Regions from separate parts of the Mus musculus genome. Here region 2 is linked to region 1. A link is a contact called in public capture Hi-C data. All regions are on one chromosome and are shown on one strand. The core of a region is the stretch at or near the end of the contact, and the rest is flanking DNA. Distances in the headings are between cores, read along the strand shown.

Region 1 (5,754 bases), core at 2,736-5,235:
CCCCTTCAAACCGCCTAAGGTTGCATTTACAACAAGAATTTATCACCCAAATATTAACAGTAATGGCAGCATTTGTCTTGATATTCTACGGTCACAGTGGTCTCCAGCACTAACTATTTCAAAAGTACTTTTGTCCATCTGTTCTCTGTTGTGTGATCCCAATCCAGATGATCCTTTAGTGCCTGAGATTGCTCGGATCTACAAAACAGATAGAGAAAAGTACAACAGAATAGCTCGGGAATGGACTCAGAAGTATGCGATGTAATTAAAGAAATTATTGGATAACCTCTACAAATAAAGCTAGGGGAACTCTGAGAGAGAGAAAGTACTTTTGATTTCCATTTGACTGCTTTCTATGAGCCCACGCCTCATCTTCCCCTGTGCACATGTTTACCTGACACAGCAGTGCTGCGTGTTGTACATACTTGGAACAACAAACTAGAAATACTGTACTTCTGTACCAACATTGCCTCCTAGCAGAGAAGTGTGTGTGTGAGAAGCCAGTTCTCCGGGCATAACCTAGGTGTGAGACTAAAAGCTTTCCTTATTGACTTAACTTTGGATAATGGCAAGATGTGAGGGGTAGTAGGTACACAGTGTGTGCTTGGATGGGAGGAAAAGCTCCAGTGACCCATAGGAGATTGTCCTTAAGTGGAGTCCATCCAATCTCAAACAGTCATAAAAAGCAAGGTGAAGAACGTGAAGCTGTTTCTATATTCATTTCATCCTGAAGGACCTACAACTTAGGTGAAAGTTATGACCAAACAGATTAAACTACATGCTGTGCTTTAAGGTCTAAGGTTAACGGATCAACATTTAAATGGACTGGAGCTGTTAGTACATAAAGTGTGGTGGGCTTTGTTCCCAACACTTCACATCTCCCTGCCCTTTCAGCCTTCCTCCTTTTAGCCCCTTTCCATAATCTTTGGTTTGTATGTGGTTTCTCAGTTAATACATAGCTAATAGCTCTTATTTTTCTTATGTTTTTAACTGCTTTAGGCCTATTTCGATGTAAGGGTGGAGATGTATTTGATGGAAATCTGTGTGTATATTTAAGACCCTGTTGCTCCTCTGGAGCTTGTACGTTCACGAATGATTCATCTGTGTAATAAACTGATTACTACAGTCATTACAAAAAAAAAAAAAAAAAAAAAAAAAAAAAAGAAAGTTAAATGCCATCAGATCTTTCTGTTATCTCATGTCTGAAGCCTCTCCTGTGTCACAGGAGGAACAGGGTCAGGAGATGGGAACTGCGCGGTGCTGAGAGCTGTTGAGCATGGTGACACATGCGAGTAGGCCTGGCACGTGGGAGACTGAGGCAAGAGAGTAGGAGTTCCAGGTCAGTCTAGGCTACATGGTGAAATCTTGAATCAGAAGCAAGGCAGGGTGATGCAGTGCGGTGCGGTGCGGTGCGGTGCGGGGCAAACCCAGCAAAGCATGATGGGACAGGCCTTAGGGCATAGCTCTTTGATAGAGTATGCATGTGTGAGGCCTAACTTTCTGTCTCAGATACAGTAAAACGAGTGTCAGGACAAAATAAAACACAACCCCGTGATGTGAAGGGAATGTCACTGTGGGTTTCTCTTTCTACTCGCACGGTACCCGAGGGCATTGCTTTGTCACTATTTTATTCTTGGCACTTTCCAAGTATTAACCATCAAGTAGTGTTCCTTTTTCCTCAGTAAGTTTCGAATCGACATTGTAGCGTTTATTGTGTAGAAAAAGAATTTTATCTGTTGCTCGCTCATGTTCAAAATGCTGTTTCTTCATTGTCCTTACAGTTTTCTCGCATGTTTCCCTAGAAAGTTAAACTTAGCTTTGTTCTCCACAGTTGGGGTTTTTCTCAGCGGAAGCAGTTTACCCACAGAATGAAATCTAAGACAAAGTTCTTACTTGTTCTCTCACACACAGGCAATGTGTTTTTTTTTTTTTTTCTTCTGGTCAGCTGTTAAAATGCTTAGCCTCATAAGTAGTGGGAACTCTAATTCAGATCAATTTTATGAGACTTTTCTGGCTAGAGCAAAAGGATGTGGTCAGGAGAGGGAGAGAGGAAAGATCTGAACTCACCCTGGTTTCCTCCGGTTTGGGTTAAACTGAAAACCGACTTTTTTTTTTTTTTTTTTTTTTTTTTCTCACGATTCACTTCTTGGGTCCACAGAGGCTCTTCTCATGACATCTCTTGGGAATCTCAGCAGCGGTTCCCACGACCCAGGGTGGTGGCTGTCTTCTGCAGCGTGTCACTTTATGGTGAATATTTGGGTGTTCCTTGCTCTCATGTCTTCACTAGGGGCATGGTATACAATGCATCTATACCGCCTCTATCTCTGAGCCAGATACTCTCATTAGTATCTTAAATGGCATCCACTCCCCTTCCCTGGTGATAATATTTCAGCTTCTGCCCCCAGATGGTAGCTTGCTATCCATGTCTCTGTTGCTGTGATAAACACCATGTCCGAAAGCAACTTGGGAAGGAGTGGGCTTGTTTCACCAAACCATCGTCCAGAGAATGCAAGGCAGAGAGAGACTCAAGGGAAGAACCTGGAGGCAGGAACTGAAGCAGAGATGGGTGTACTGGCGTGATCATCTCCCTTTCTAATACAATTCACACCCACCTATCTAAGGACCACAGTGGCCTGGGCCCTCCTACATCAATTAGAAATCAAGAAAATGCCCAGAGACATTCCACAGGCCAATTAGATGGAGGAGAGCCCTCTGTTGTAATGCTCTCTTCCTTGGTGTGTCTAGGTTAGTATCACATTGATTAAAAAAATAAACAAGACATTATTTTCATTGTCTACAAAAATATCTTGAATATCTTTAAGATAATACTTAAGTCTTTTTCATGTTTGATGGCTCCAAAGAATCTAGCTTATCAAAGACTATAACTTACTGTATTAGTCATGGTTCTCTAGAGAAACAGTCCTGATGGTAGAATAAATGTATATATTAATTTGTTAGACATCTGTTAGGGCGGCTTACAGGCTAGACTCCAGTTAATCCAACTACCGCTCTCTACGAATGGAAAGTCGAAGAATTCAGTATTTGCTTAGTCCAAAAGGCTAGGTGTTTCAGTTAGTCTTCCATATATACCAGGATCTTGAAGAAATAGCTCTAATTCCAGTGATGGCATGGGCTTGACAGCTAGAACAAACAGGCCAAGAACAAAAGCTTCCTTCTTCCATGTCCTTTATATACACTGCCAGCAGAAGGTATGACCCAAATTAAGGGTGGCTCTCCCCACCTCACAGTTTTGGATTAAAGGGGTGTCTTCCTACCTCAAATAATTTAATTAAGAAAAATCCCTCACAGGTGTGCCCAGGCACTTGGTTTTCACATGTATTGTACATGTAGTCAGCTTGACAACCAAGAATGGCCATCACACTCCCCTAGCCAGGGTCCTGCTCATTAATGCAGTGATTATACTAATTTTTTATTGTTACAAACCATGCTTCCGTGCGTGTTAGCCTATTCTTGCTAGTGAATGTATCTCCAGATAAGTTATAAATAGACTTGATAGCTGACAGGGCTGTGATTTAAAATCTTGATATATATATATATTTAAAAATTAGCTGTCATAGGAATCACACTGACTTAACTGCCTCTTGTAATGTGTGAGGATGCCTGTTTTCCGTAATCTTGCTCACACAGCATAATCTCAAATTTTCCAGGCAGACAAGGCGCACATGGTTTCTCCCTCGGCCTCTAGGTTACATTCCTGAATAACGTAAAGCTTACTGTGGTCGCTGTAACAAATGGCCACACAGGAACTACTGTGGCTGTCAGTAGTTGTTGTTTTCTAGAGACAGGACTTTGCTATGAAGCTCAGGCCGTACTTGACTCAGTTTTACCTCAGAGTGACTCATTAATGCCACAGTTTTAATAATACACATATTAATACTTCCGTTTCTAGGGGTCACAGACCCGGGCACACGCCAGCTGTGGTGTTCTCAGCTTGGGGTGAACAGGTAGTGGGGTTGGGGTCGGAAGGGAGGAAGCTTCTCTTTTTGGGTTCTCTTTGTGAGGTTCAGCTATGAAGTGTCTGTTTCCTGGCTTATTTCAAGAGTTGGCAGAATCTACTTCTTTGCAGTTAGTGGTGTGACCAAAGTCACCATCTCCTTTCTGGATGTCTTAGCTTATAGAAGGTGCAACTGCTAGCTTGCAGGTGATTCGGCTGAACTCTTCCCAGGGACTCAGTAACAGGGACTTAGCAATAGTGTGTCATCATCTGTGCCACTGACAGGTGCAGGTGGCCTGGGCAGCATATAAGAGAACTGAGTGCTACCCCAGCGCTCTCTCTCTCTCTCTCTCTCTCTCTCTCTACCTTCCCCCCCAACCCCCTGCATCGTGGCTCTGTCTGCTTCTAACCCCTTTCCAGGCCCTCGTTTTCCTCCCTTCCCCAAATAGACCTCCTTATATCAGGTCTGCCTCATGCTGTGACTTTTCCGGGGGACAACTTGGCACGGGTCTCCGAGGTACCCCCTTACCCCTGCCTGTCGCCTGCCTTATATTTCATAACAGTAACCGTTTACTGACATGTGTATCATGTACCACACAGCATGCAGTGTGTGTGCTCTAAGACAACGGGAGACTCTTATCTCAGTCTGATAAACTGCAATCCTGAATGACATAGAGTGATCAACAGAACAATTATCCTTTCTTCCGTGGTTCTGGTTTAGAGCAGGGTGGGAGTAAGGCTTGGGCATGTCAGTAAATCTCGACCTCTGACATACCTTTCCAGACTTGGGTTTAAAACACAGCATCTGATTATGTAGCCCAGGCTCTTCTTGAGCTCTCAAGCTTTCTGTCTTTCTCCTCAGCCTCCCCATTGCAGAGGTTACAGCCCTGCCTCTAGGCCAGGCTTTCCTACCACCTCTGTGTTACAATGTGACCTAATTAAGGGACTGGCTAGCCCATCAAATCTTGGTTCTCATTCTCTAGGGAGAATTCTCTAGGACAACACTCAGGTGCTATACATCAAGAAATGTATGTAGGAAATATGGAGTCATCTTGGAAGGTTGCATCACACAAGGGATTTTTTCCCCCCAAGGGTAAAAGTCTTTTGCATTTCCTCTCTGCAGAATTCTCTTTAATATTCTTTGGCTTCTTTCCACATATTTCGAAAAATAGCAAGATACGATACTGCACACATGAGTGCATGAGGAACGAAGCGAAGGGATAGATCTTGGGCTCGTTTCAGCTTTCAGAGAACAACCCTGCCTTTTCCCATCGAGAAGTAGCTGTGAGGGGCTGCAGTGTTGTGGCATGCCCCATTTGCTCTCTGGACAGTCTTTGATTCCAGGCTCCTTCCCTTGTTGCTCAAGACCTTAAGGGGTCTAAGAACTGTTTTTCCTTACTAGGAATCAAGTTGAGGTTTTCATGAGTGCTGGATGTTCCTTGCCAGTTAGCTTCTCCCCTGTGCCCGTCTAAGGTCTGCATGAGAAGCCCTACTAAGCAGATCTGTTCCAATACAGAGGGGCTCAATACCACAATCCTTATCTAGATCAAACCTTCCATTCTATTCCTTGTAGGTTTGAATTATGTTACACTGTGATGGTCCTAAGCCTGTCTCAGCACTCCAGGGTCATCTACCACCTTTAAGGCTGACAACTGCTATGTTAGCCATGCTTCTCAATTCCCCTCTGCCCTGTAGCACAACATGTTCGCAGGTGTCTCGGATCAAAATTGCTTTCTTTAGTGGGAGGAGAGGGACATCTCCTGCCTACCGCCAAGTGTCATGAATATTGGGTTGGTTTA
Region 2 (6,445 bases), core at 529-3,028, 370 kb before region 1:
TACAACAATGGAGAGGGAAATCCACTGCTATTACAAATGAGCTGAAAGCTAGATTCGCAAGAATAGCTAGCTGCACAGCTCACACAGCTGTTTGCATTTAGTAGAAGACAGCAGAGGCTGGGCTGGAGAGATGGCTCAGTGGTTAAGAGCACTGACTGCTCTTCCAGAGGTCCTGAGTTCAATTCCCAGCAGCCACGTGGTGGCTCAGAACCATCTGTAATGGGATCTGATGCCCTCTTCTGGTGTGTCTGAAGACGGTGACAGTGTACTCACATATATTAAATAAATAGAAGAGAGAGAAGAGAGGTATGCACTTCAACAATCTAGTGACTGCATGCATTAGGATGCAAACAGTCTCTTCCCTGAAGACGCATGCAACTGTGTCCCACCTCAGGTTCAAGCTCTTTCTACAGGAGTCATCAGAGTAGTGGCGGCGGCAGTGGCTTTCACGCATCTGCCCTCTCTTGCGGCTGCCTTCCCATCACAACCTTTTTCTGCAACACAGCCGTTTAAGTTCACTTTGCGTGCCAGAACTAGATGATTGTTGTCCGACGCCGCCACATCCTCTACGCTCTGCCGGGACTGCTCATGCAGCCGTGTGGTTGGTTTCCATCTCTGGTCCAGGTATACTTTCTTGATTTATATATATTATAAATTACTAGACACTGATTGTCACCAAAATAATTTTCTATTGTAATTTTATTACAAACTAATACAGCTTTCTGAAAAGTTACCAGAGAAGAGATGTAACGAAGAAGAGGCACTGTCACGTTTCAATGGTCTACATTCATTCAACACACATTCGTCATCATCCCCCACTCCCCCCCCACCACCACACACACACCCTTTTTTTTCTTTAAAGATTTATTTATTATTATAAATAAGTACACTGTAGCTGTCTTCAGACCCTCCAGAAGGGGGAGTCAGATCTCATTACGGGTGGTTGTGAGCCACCAAGTGGTTGCTGGGATTTGAACTCTGGACCTTCGGAAGAGCAGTCGGGTGCTCTTACCCACTGAGCCATCTCTCCAGCCCCACACACCCTTTTTTAAAATAAGTAATCTTAAAAAGCCTGCTGGGCCAATTAAGCTTTTTTTATTTTTCTATTCTTTCAAGACTCTAAGACATTTTTATTGACTACCTAATATTACTGCAATAGCTTTAAGTTATTTTTGGTTTTACTATTATTTACATGCACATGTGGAGGTCAGAGAGCAGCTTGAGAGAGTCAGGTCTCTCCTTCCACCATGTGAGTCTCAGGAATGTAACTCAAGTTGACAGGTTTGGTGGCAAATGCCTTTACCTGCTGGGTAGTCTTGCCCACATCCCACAGGTTTAGAAATGATTGGGAGAATATGAATAAAGGTCTAAAACATAGATAAAATTTAACAGTGTTACATGGGGTGGTGACTACGTGGTTTTGAAGCCTAGTTTTATTTTTATTAATTTTTTTATTTCTGGGGACAAAAACCAGAGTCTTGTCCATGTTAAAATGTTCTCTGTCCCCAAGTTCCACGCCTGTCTTTCCCCACATAATCTTGAGCACAGCTTGGGATTTTCAGGTAACTTTCCCTGAAGGCATTTCTTCTTTAAAATGCCCTGAATTTTTATCATTCTTTGGGAAACACTGGTCACCTGTTCTCAATTTTGTATACTTGGGTCAGGAACTACTTAAAAATGTATGAAAAAAACCACATGAATTTTATGTCCGTCTGGAAAGCAGGATTCGACTTCCATAGATGTCATAGGGTCCACGTGCACACTGCTCCATAGCCCCGAGGGTGTCCCTGCACAGAGGACGCAGGGGTGAGTCACTGTGGTGATTATCCGTAAGAAACTGAGCACCTCTGGATCTAAGACAGTCTTCTTTTTATAACAGTCCCTGGGACTCAACTAAAATACAATTCATTATTAGCTGATGTCCTCAGAGTCGATTCAGGTCTTTGGTCCTGAGTGGTTTCTCTTGACCTTGCTAGAGAAGCCTCAAAATAAAATGAAGGATAACATTAGTCAAATCTGTTTGATTTTTGTCAGCGTCTGGACTTCATTCTCCTCACTGGGTGGCAAAACCACCTGATTGCTTTATTTTGTTTTATTATTTTATTTTATTTTTTATTGCCTTTGTGCATTTACTGATAATCCTTGTCAGCCTTGAGAACAGAAAGACACGGTGACTCCCCAGCTTTAGTACCAGGTAGAGAGGAAGTGGGGAGAGCGATGACAGCATTTTCCACAAATTCCTGATGGTCTAAAGAGAACACTCAATATGGAGGTCAGGAAAGGGGGCGGGGGAACGGCTGAAACAGAAAATTACTGTATATAGTAATTGAATCCTCGAGCTTGACTCAAGGCTGGCTCAAGATTAAATATTAGCACCACTTACTGTTTAAAAATTTTAAAGGAGCTTTCAAGAAAGTGCAATTTTGCACTTTTCTTTGGAGAGAGAAAAACAGAGTGGCTACAGCAGAGTAAATGTGTTTTGGATTATGCTCACATGGATGTAAAGTGATGTTTCTGGGCCCAGTGTCTGGTGCAGAGTTTTTTCGTTGTTTGGAACTGTTTAAGATTTGACACGGCTTTACAGGGGAGCTTCGTGCCCCTGGAAAATCTCTCACTGTGAACTGCTTCAGAAGAGATTCTAGCCTGTTTGCCATTCCTCTCCCCCACAGTGCCTGGCACCTTGTGCACAGCAGGAACTAAACAATGGTGTGTCTGGGGTCAGTGAGGTGGCTCAGCGGGTAAAGGCACCTGCCTGCCAAGCCTGAGGCCCTCAGTTCTTTCCTCAGGATCCATGCTGTGGAAGGAGCAAACCAACGCCTCCAAGTCGCCCTCTGCCCACTGCGAGTGCCTCCCCTACACAAATAAATAGATAACATCTTTCCTTTTTTTTTCAATTTAAAAAATAGTGTGTGTGAGTTACTAAAACATCACATACACAGCAGTTTCATCACCAAAGGGTCGAGAAGGGGCCATTTGCACTATGCGCATTTTCAAAATGACTTACTATCAATAAATGAGAAATCATTCATTACAGACAGTTACAACATCTATTTAGAACAATGAAAATAAAGTTTCTTTTCTATGTCATTTTATTCCTTGTTTCTTTAAGAGCAAACACAGTTGTCTTTTATGTTACTCTCCCTTCCCCTCCCCTGATCACACCCCCCTCCACCTGGGGCACACACACACACACACACACACATACACACACACACACACACAGGAAAGCTGTCTTCAGTGTTAGAGGAACACACTAAGTTCCAAGCCTGTCTGGGACCTGAAGGCAGTCAAGGCTTGGCATTTTCTTGGTGAATTACTACTCTCTGTCTCACTGCCGTGGACTGACCTTATGCTCCCTTCTCTTCCTTCCCATCCAGTTCCTGGGCGTGATATCAGTGGAGAATATATCTCCCATATACAGACAAAACACATACAAAAAATGTTGCCCGGCCACAGCTTCATTCCCGCCCCCCCCCTTCCCAAAAAAATTAAAACTGAGTTAAGAAACCAACAAAAGAGCTAAGGAGATGAATAGCTGCACTTGAGAGCTGGTAGGAAGGAGTCGAGGAAGTGCAGAGGAAGTGCAGAGGAAGTGCAGAGGAAGCAGGAGTACAGACAGCATGGACAGCATCCCTGTAGCCTCCTTCTGGAAACAGCCCCAGAGGGAGCCAGGTACACAGAGGGGGGTGGGGGGGTGGAGCAAGCAGAACTCTCTCCCTCAATGCTGGGCATGTGTGCCCAGATCACATGAAGCTTGGGTTTCTTTCCATCTTCACCATTAAAATATCAGACTTTCACATATGAATGTCCAGCTTCTCATGAAAACTCAGAGGATCTGGGTCCGCATTTGCACATGCATAGCCATCAACAAGGCTGACCAGAGGTTCTCATAGCACGTAACCTGAGAGCCCCTGGCACATATAGTAATATGCAGGGCTTGTTCACTTGCCACAGACGGCGACCAGCTTTTTGTATAGGGTAAAGTAATCTGAAGAAGATGAGTGGTTGAGATTTGAAACTTGCCTCTTCCTTTCCTAAACACTTCTTCCCATCTAAGTGTGCGCCAGTACCTTCTCCTCTGTAAATGCTTTAATGACTGCTGCTGCCCTCATGGAGTGATCATGAGGATGCAAATATTTTTTAACGATGGGAGTAAAAGTGCCAAATGCGCACTAATGCCATGGCTGCTAGCATTCCGAGTCATTATTGTAGGACTAAGTGTTTTCTACTGGATGTGCCGTCTTTTAAAATACAACCAGGTATAGCTAGTTAATACACTGAGCAATATACGATATGGAATGCTGTCCTCTGGAACTGACTATTAAATTTTTGAAGGTATGGCACCTGTGATTATCTGCATGGGGCCCTCTTGATACCGGGTCTGTTAACCTCCCCTTACAAAACAAGGGAGTGAGGGCAGTCATTAGACCCAGTCCCTCCTCCCAACTCTGTGCTGCTTTTAAGAACTAGTCACTATGCTGGCATTAGACTTTACCCCAAGGAATTGTTACAGGATCACCTGTACTCTCTTCATATCCCTTTACCCACGCTCTTCTAAGTAAGCTCAATAGACTCATGGGTTCACCAGGGTATACGTGGGAGGAATGCTTAGGTAGGTCTGACATTGGTGCCCTATCTGTCCACATCTCCCAGGAAAAGTAACATCAAAGTTAATATCTTGGTCTGGAGAGATGGCTCGGCAGTTAAGAGCGCTTGGGTGCTCTCCCAGCACCCGCATGGCAGCTCACCATTGTCTGCAACGCCAGTTCCAGAGGATCTGATATGATACTCTCACAAAGACATACATGCAGACAAAATATCAACCCACATACAAATCAATAAGTCCTTCTTTAAAAAAAAATACATAAAGTAATACCAAAGATGGTTGCTGACCAATTACAGATACCCTAGCCATGGAACTCAGTACATTGCTATTCAGTGATCCCCCTTAGCCACAGTTCGTTCACGTTCTCCTCATTCGAAATGTTCTCTATTTCTGACGTCTAGTCACCCAACCCATCATTTAATGCCACTTCTGGGATATATGGACGCTCTGTTCCCTGCCCATTACCTGTTCCGAGCAGATGGAACCCAGGGATAGCACTACAATCGCCCCTCTAGGGTTTCTTTTCTTCTTGCTTTCTTTCCTTCCCCAAATCCCTTTCTTTGCCTTTCTTTCTTTCTTTCTTTCTTTCTTTCTTTCTTTCTTTCTTTCTTTCTTTCTTTCTTTCTTTCTTTCTTTCCTTCCTTCCTTCTCTCTCTCTCTCTCTCTCTCTCTCTCTTTCTCTCTCTCTGCCAACTAGAAATCCATTCATACTTGTGTGGTTCTTGTTCCAAGTGTCAGAGAAGCAATACCCATTAATCGAAACTGGTCAAAAGACTAGCATCAGGGTGGAGACAGGATATTCTAGTTCGGCCAGTTCACCTGGCCCAAGGACCACCCTAGGAAGGTGGGCTCACCCCCTGACACACTAAAGAGATAGGTAGGAATGGAAAACTATTCTCTTAATGAGACACTACAGTTTTCCTTCCTAGAATTCCCACCTCCTCACCCCCACCCCCCTCCACTCCCAGTGAATCTCCCACAAGCTGAGCAGTCATGGGAGGTTTGCTGGGTCTGACCACCATTCTGAAAGGGCTAACTCTTCCTTTTTCTTTTTTTTCTGTGCCTTGTTTTCAGATGTTGGCCAGAATCTAAGTAGGTTTTTTTTTTTCTTTAAGCTTCTTTACTCTTCCTTTAAAACTCCCTTCACACAATGTGACTGCGTATCTGCCATGTGTCTGACCTCCATGCTGGATCAAAAACATGTCTCCCCTCTCTCTTCATCCTCTTCTTCCAGGCAGCTGCTGGAGTTCCCTTTGCCTACCCTGAGGTACTTTTCTTCTAACCTCTAGTGACTGGTCCTCGAGCTTATGTTTAAATCTCAACTTCTTTTATTAACGAGTCTAAGAACCCCAAGAAAGGGCTCCAGTTTCCCCAGCATCATCTGGCACTCTTGAAGGGACTGTCCCAAATTCCAGTAACACAAGCAGCCTATCATTTTAACCCCTCCTCTTTCTTTAAAACTCATGCCTTTGTAACCTTCCCTCCGTCCCTAACTTGTCCTGTTTTACCTATGTGTAGCAAGCGCAGCCTAAATCCTGGTACTTCTTCTCCAAGGCCAAGGTCGTGTCCACATGTTCTGCATGCTCACTGTGGCAGCAATTGTTAGAAAACTATGCCGCTTCAGACCTTTTCTCAGTCACCTTTGTCCCAATGCTTGCCTCCATCCCTTCCTATCCACCTTCCAGCAGAGGCACATGCTTCTGCTGGCTCCTTTCCCAGCACCACTAAGAGACATGCCTGTATTTAACATTCTTTTTGATGTTCTTTACCTACTTATTTAGGGACAAGGTCTCCTTGCGTCATCCAGGCTGACTTGGAACCTGGGGATTTCCCGCCTCA

The links. Capture Hi-C pulls out chosen DNA fragments and counts their contacts.
Region 2: a contact with region 1 is called in a capture Hi-C map of embryonic stem cells, with 5 times the contacts expected there. The contact joins two enhancer-like sites. A contact is called at or near these places in 6 of 39 promoter capture datasets (the 3T3-L1 cell line, the C10 cell line, hippocampal neurons and 2 more), 5 of 484 Hi-C or Micro-C datasets (Th1 cells, bone marrow-derived DN3 thymocytes, bone marrow-derived macrophages and 2 more) and 2 of 9 other capture datasets (adipose tissue and embryonic stem cells).

The regions. Positions count from the first base shown.
Region 1 is chr3:78,960,867-78,966,620 of GRCm38.p6, reverse strand. It overlaps the pseudogene Gm9762. Among named protein-coding and RNA genes, the nearest start is that of Gm23440, 16 kb to the left of the region's middle. Within about 2 kb of position 3,985, at least 9 of the 459 cell types and tissues checked have an H3K27ac peak or open chromatin away from gene starts, as enhancers often do.
Region 2 is chr3:79,326,169-79,332,613 of GRCm38.p6, reverse strand. No RefSeq gene overlaps it. Among named protein-coding and RNA genes, the nearest start is that of Gm40072, 7.2 kb to the left of the region's middle. Within about 2 kb of position 1,778, at least 22 of the 459 cell types and tissues checked have an H3K27ac peak or open chromatin away from gene starts, as enhancers often do.